Regions from separate parts of the Mus musculus genome. Here region 1 is linked to region 2. The links are chromatin contacts, called in public Hi-C maps. All regions are on one chromosome and are shown on one strand. Each heading gives the region's core, a stretch centred on a gene start, on an enhancer-like site or on the middle of the called end of the contact. The rest is flanking DNA. Distances are from core to core; before and after follow the strand shown.

Region 1 (3,439 bases), core at 918-3,417, 270 kb before region 2:
GGAGGTATGCAGAGTTGGAATTTATCTGTGATAAGTGAGGACAGAACTTAGCGGCTTCAAGTCCAGGTTCAGAATTCAACTAGAAATTCTATGACATGAAAATACCATGAAGATCCCATTTTGTATTATTTTCTTTAACTTTGTTTTTCTTCTAATTTTTTTTACATTTTTGGTTTTAGTTTTAAATAAACAAAATAATATGATTTGAGCCTCCAAACCCAAAATATCAACATCTCCAAGGTGGAGTCTGCTATACCTCTGCCATGGTGGGTGTCATATTGACAGCTAGGCGGAGGATCAACTGCTAAGGAAATTGCACAGAAGATGCATCAACTGCTATCACTGAACTAATTAGTCCTTAAGTTTACCTTGGCTTAGGGGTGACCATGGGCTAGCAATATACTGAGAATGCCTGGCCCACCTCCCTGGCCCTCTGGTCTCAGCTCCAGATTACACTGACCTCGATGGAGTCGGCTGTTGTCCATTGCAGGGAGGGTATTGCGCCTGGGGATAGTAGCAGCTACAGATCTGCTATTTTCGCTGATTGGAGGTCTTTGCTGAATGCTGCCCCATTGAGGTGTTTCTGCCTGACTTGGCTTGGGTGGCCGGGGTGGGGGAGCTATGGCTGAATCTCCAGGAGTGGCCACTGTCATGGCATTGTGGTTCTTGTCCAGTGTGAAAGTTCTAGGGATCTGGTAGGCTGAGAGAGGAGTGGTTGGGACATCCATATTGTCCACAAGGAGGTCTCCAAGTTCCCGACACAGGGTGTTGCTGGGCATCTTGAAGGTGTACACATCCTCGTTATCAGTCTCAGACCCTGTGAGGCTGCTCTTGGTGTGGCCATGGGAAGCCAGGCTCCGTGGGAGATCATAAGTACTGTCTTTGAATTCTGTATTGTGTCGGCTTGGCTTGGGAAGGCTATAGAAGCCATGGACTTGACCTCCGACGCCGTTGATACAGTGTCCATTGCTCTGGGCAAGTTTTTGCACAGCTGTATCACTCTTCTGCCGGGTGCCCTGAGAGAAGCTGGCACTCCTAAAGGAGAGACAAGAAGGGGACAGTGAGAAGAGGACAGAGGATGTTCAATGCACGCAGCTCGTTGTTGTGGGAATACTGAGGAGTCAGGCAGACCCCAGTTCTTCCTAGTCCCTACCACATATTAACTGTGTAATCTTAGGACTTTTACTTTAGGCATCTCCAAAATAGTAATTCAAATCATCTGAAGATTCTTTAGGAAGTCAACTCTAGTGTATTTAGCAGGTGTATGCTCCAGCAATGTTAACCTTTTTGAGCCCCTGGACTTCTCTGTGGCTGTTCCTAGCAGAGAATATGGTCATTCCTGGGCCCCAGAGATGCAAATAAACAGTCATACTGATAACCTGCTCACTCTCTGAATGACCAAAGAGCACACATATGGCAAGTTGTGGGAGAAAACAGAAAATCTGAGTTTTAGTTTTTTCTCTTTAAAGTCCGCTCGTGGGCACTGGTGCTTGTATTTTAAAGAACCAATTTAAATTTAAGCTATAGGCTTTATCTTCTACCAGGAATCATGGTTTGTTGAGAAGAATCTGGTTCTCTCCAGAAATCTAAAACTGTTGGTAAAATGACTTCCATTTGAGAACTCTAGTAGGGTAGAAAATGGTATTGCTTTTATTCATTTTAAATGATGGTACTGGGAAGCAAGGCCACCTTTAACGACAGTAACAGTGAAGGGAAGTTTATACTTAGTCCTAGCATTGCTACCTGTGAACATCAGCATGATGTTCTCCTAGGTACGAGACCTAGTCTTAGTTACAACCTGGGTCAGAGGCTCTGTAAGCCTTCCATTTCACAAGAGTGGTTGTTAAACTGGGTTCTGCATAAGTACTGTGTTAAGCTGGAGGATGAGTAGCAGGGAACCAGGCCTGCTTTCTGTCTCTGATGATCCTTCGGAGGATTTCATCTGAGCGGGAGACAAGGGAATCAACCCTCAGCAGTAGTTCTGTCTTTTGTAGACCAGAGGTATCTTCAGAAACCTAGTAAGCTCTTGGAGACTTTACCAGAATAAGGTGCAGGTTCACACTCACACCTCTGTGTTCTCCTGGGTGATGTTTGAACTGAGAACCACTGGTGGATCATCATCTGCTTTCCCTTAGCTCCCTCGCGAGGAACTTGCTATTTATAGATGTGGCCACCAGGTGGTAGTAGAGAACAGTGCCTAGAAGTTTAAACAGATGAATGGAACCAAGTATGCTGGCCAGGTTCCCCTTAACATGGGCCACTGGTGGTCCTAATATTCAGTCCCCCCAAATTTACCAGCCCCTCTACCTAGGTTTTTGTGTTTGTTCTCCCTTTCCAGTCACTTCCATTCACATAACCAAGCCAAGAGCTAAGGCCCAGGATAGATAAACATCACAGCTGAGGCAGGAGAATCAATGGCAGGTACAGAGTGTTCATATTTGTCCTTGGTATGTTTTATCTTATTATTGTTTTTGAATTTCCAATTCTCATTAGATGTCTTAATCTGATTTTTTCATTCGACAAATACTTGTTGATGTCTTCCTCCCCATCTAGGCTAGACACAATGGATACAGAGGTGTTGTGTGCTTAGAAATCACAGGAGATGCCATCCCTGCAAATTACCACAGTCAAGTATGAGTCTGTCAGTGGCCACATATTAACCTTTCCTGGTGGGGTCATGTTAGAAAGGCCTTTTCACAGACATCACATCTGAGTGAGTCGAGAAAAAAGAACAGCAAAACAAAATAAAGGCATTTCAGTTTGGGGCCAAAGATGTTTAAAACAACTTGGCAACTTTAAGGCTCTCCATGCTGCTCAGGCTGGAGGAAGCATGCTGGAAGGCAAGGCAGACAGAAACACAGATACTGCATCTCATGCACATAGAATCCAAATTACCAATCTCATAGGAACAGAGCATAATGAGGCTACCAGAAGCTAGTATTGTAATAAAATCATACAATAGTATCTGTTAATTTAAAAAGTGGGGTTAGTGGGATTTAGCTATATAAAGATTGCAGTTCAGGAAGACGCCCCAGCAGTGGCAGAACCTCCTAGGTGTGTTGTTCTGCAGTAAAAATGAACATTTTCCAGAATGCACCAGTCACCTTCTGTGATGGTTTGTAAATTCTTGGACCAGGGAGTGGCACCATTTGGAGGTGTGGCCTTGTTGGAATAGGTGTGACCTGGTTGGAGTAGGTCTGTCACTGTGGGTGTGGGCTTAAGACCCTCACCCTAGTTGCCTGGAAGTCAGTCTTCTACTAGCAGCCTTTGGATGAAGATGTAGAATTCTCAGCTCTGCCTGTTCCATGCCTGCCTGGATACTGCCATGTTCCCACCTTGATGATAATGGACTGAACCTCTGAACCTGTAAGCCAGTCCCAAGTAAATGTTGCTTTTTATAAGACTTGCCTTGGTCATGGTGTCTGTTCACAGCAGTAAA
Region 2 (3,344 bases), core at 210-2,709:
GTGACCTGTTTTCCTTAGAAGAAAGCAGTTACGAGAATGGAAAATATTTCTGAAGTATTTTACTTGTTTAATTACTTGTATCTTTTGAGACCGGGTCTCAGCAGCCCTGGCTGGTCTGGAACTCACTATGTAGATCAGGCTGCTCTCGAACTCACAGAGAAGACCGGGATTATTAATGTCACCACACCCAGACAAGAGTTTCTGAGTTACCAATAGCATAAGTAGTTATGACAATAATTGGGGGGGGGGGGTAGAAAAACAAGAAGAATCCACAAATGAAATAAGAGTAAAGAAAAGTTGAAAGGAATCGATTAAACCAGGCCAAAGTGTTCGAAGGGCTTTGTATTCTACAGTTGACTATCAGTGCAATATAAAACTGTAAACTATTGATATGCAGAGGGCTGGGAGTGTGGTTTAGCTGGGAGGTGCTTGCTTAGCTCCCTCCCTAACATTGCGCAAACTGGACAGTGTGGCATTGGCAGTTACAGGCACACCTATAACCCTAGCACTGGGGAGGTAAAGACAGGATCAAGGGTTCAAGATCATTCTAGGATATATGAAAGCCTGCTTCAAAAAATCCAAAACTCTAAAAGGACCATATGCAGAATGTTTACATTCTAAAATAAAAACAAAAGTAGACCTCTCCAGTGGAGAGAAAGTAGAGTCAGGGGACTTGAGAAAAGGAAGAGCAACCACTGGTGGTTAAAGGCCCTCCACGTCCAGGTCCAGCCTCTATCACCTTCCAAGACAGCAGTGAGACAGATAAAGCCAAGTACCTGAGTGATGTCCCTCAATTACAGAGCAAGGTGAACAGCAGGAGGAGGGAAGAGCAGCTGGACTGTGGAAGAATGAGTCTGACTGCCGGTGTTGTTAACTGCTGTCTTAGGAGTAAAAACTTTAACTTGAAGATGGAAACCCTGCCCTCCATCCCAAACTCTGACTTTCAGACTAAGTTCTATAAGCACATCTGATAAAATCAGGAACTACGATGAGTGGAGAGTACAAGATGTTTATAAAAATTACTAAAATAGTCTTTATTAATTACTTATGATTCATGAATAAAAAGATTTTATAACACCGAGTCAAAACTTAAATGCACTGCGAGAAAAGGAGAAGCAGGAGGTTACTTTTTTCTGTGTTTAAAAAAAGATTTATATTTTGAGTCATTAGACAATAGATGCTGAGTCCCACTAGTAGAGTGAGTTAAGTAGCAAATCTGCCACCCAAACTTGAATATTCTCTTTTAATGCTGAGTTTCATGAGTACAGTTAACTGCGTGGCCGTGCCGACACACATGCGCCACAGCGGTCCATGGCAGAGGGCAGAGGACGACTTTCACAAGCTGGCTCTCCATTTCCTCCGAGGCTTCCTGGGCTTGAAGTCCATCAGGACTACATGGGCAAAAGCTTTATCCACGCTGAGCCATCTTGCTGGTGCTGACACCGCATCCTTACCCAATCCCAGTGCTTGGCTGTCACCGACTGCATGAGTCAGCACCAAGACTCACAAAATCAGTCAGAGGTCTTCTTGTGTAATTATGAAGGAAACTGCTCAAATGGGTGGTGTTCTTTTTATTTTTAATTTTAAAATATAAGACAGGGTCTTTAAGATTTACTTTTTATGGTAATTCTTGTTTTGTCTTTTTGAATCAGTCTCACTTTGTAGCTTACACTAGCCTGGATCTTATAACCCTTCTGCCTCTGCCTCTCAAGTCAAGGACTATGTATTTGTGCTATCATTTCCAAGTCTAAAATGGCAAATTCATGTTTACCATAGCTAAAACCCTTTCTCTGTGAATGATATTGCTAAAAGAGTGGAAAGACAAACTGCCAACACTAGGAGAAATATTTTCAAATTATGTATCTGAAAAAGGATACATATTTGAAAATGAAGAAGTCTCAATGCTCAACAACAAAGGTTCAGGTGTGGAGGTGCGTATCTTCCCAGAATTCAGGGGGTGGAGGGGCAGAATGCCTGAGTCCAAGGCCACCCAGGGCTACACAGTGATGCCATCTCAAAAAACCAAAACAATCAAAGTTCAACAACAAGAAAACAAGCAACTTGACCAAGACTAGAAATTCATAGCTGCTAGGCAGATGACAAGATGTTTAACACAGAAACCCTCAAGATATACTGGGGAAATACAAAATAAAATCATAGCATATTGCTTGCAGGAATGTAACACAGTGTAGTTACCCTGTAAACCAGACAGATTCCTGAAAAAAACTAAACATCAACCTTAGATCTCACCTCTTCACTCCTTGGACCTCACCCAAGAGAGATGAAAACTATGTTCTCACAGAACCTGCACTGGAAGGTTTATAGAAACTTTTTTCATTGCTTTCCAAGACTGAACTAATACAAATGTTCTTCAGTAGGAATGGTAAATGACTGTGGTGAGCCTGTGTCAGGGAACTACCCAGACAACAGGAGAGTCTGATATATAGTATACTAAGCGGCAGAAGACAGTCAGATATGGACACAAGAATGTCCACATTACAGTCTGCAAAGGGCAAATTACTCAAGAGAGACAGAGAAGATGAGCAGTTGACAGTGGGAGGAATTAGAATGCAAGGCAGCAATAAGTCGGAGCTGTTTTGTAAGAGCAAAACTGTCCCATATTTTGACTGTAGTGGATATATGCCTGAAAACTTATAGTTTACATGAATGTGATACTAAGAAAACAGACATAAATCAAAACTGTCATAGGAAACCAGTGTGTTTTTCATAATGTCAGAAGAGTTGTCTCCTCATCCGAAGCCACTAGACACACAATGGCTCATCTCTCTTGGGTCATCTGACCTTGTTTATTACTCCCAGACTTATTTTGATATATATATATATATATATATATATATATATATATATATATATGTATGTATGTATATGTATATGTGTGTGTATATGTATATGTATATGTGTGTGTGTATATATATATATATACACATACATACACACACATATATACAGCCACACATACATATACATATTACACATATATACATACATACACACACACACATATATATATATATATCGCTGGTATTATTTTATATATAAACTTATAATATATATATACACATATGCATATAAATATATATATAATAATACCAGCAAGAATATCTTAGGGTGGTGATAAAATGACTGCTGTTATGGTTCACATTATTCTTGAGTAATGCTTAAAAATCCATCAGCTAAAATATCTATAAACAACTCTAACAACAGAGGACGAATGAACGAGAGAAAATAGAATGGAGTAATGATACGTTCAAGTATGTTTTAAATTTTATTACATTTTGAAAATGATTTACTTTTTATTTTATATGTATGCTTTGCTTGTATGT

Evidence for each region. Hi-C and Micro-C count contacts between places; a contact is called where the count stands out from the background.
Region 1: a Hi-C map of bone marrow-derived macrophages shows a contact between it and region 2, with 28 read pairs. The contact joins two enhancer-like sites. A contact is called at or near these places in 2 of 15 datasets of contacts at CTCF or cohesin (the NIH/3T3 cell line and large pre-B cells), 3 of 484 Hi-C or Micro-C datasets (bone marrow-derived macrophages, embryonic fibroblasts and nephron progenitors), 2 of 115 datasets of contacts at active chromatin or transcription factors (SST interneurons and embryonic stem cells) and 4 of 9 other capture datasets (adipose tissue, bone marrow-derived macrophages, liver and 1 more).

Annotation. Positions count from the first base shown.
Region 1 is chr7:97,296,424-97,299,862 of GRCm38.p6, reverse strand. Gab2 (growth factor receptor bound protein 2-associated protein 2) reads right to left here. Exons shown (of 10, transcript NM_010248.2): 4 at 461-1,035. Among named protein-coding and RNA genes, the nearest start is that of Usp35, 34 kb to the left of the region's middle. Within about 2 kb of position 2,167, at least 4 of the 459 cell types and tissues checked have an H3K27ac peak or open chromatin away from gene starts, as enhancers often do. A contact at or near this core is called in bone marrow-derived macrophages, where this site is marked.
Region 2 is chr7:97,027,461-97,030,804 of GRCm38.p6, reverse strand. All of the region lies in intron 7 of Nars2 (asparaginyl-tRNA synthetase 2 (mitochondrial)(putative)), which reads right to left. Among named protein-coding and RNA genes, the nearest start is that of Gab2, 53 kb to the left of the region's middle. Within about 2 kb of position 1,459, at least 18 of the 459 cell types and tissues checked have an H3K27ac peak or open chromatin away from gene starts, as enhancers often do. A contact at or near this core is called in bone marrow-derived macrophages, where this site is marked.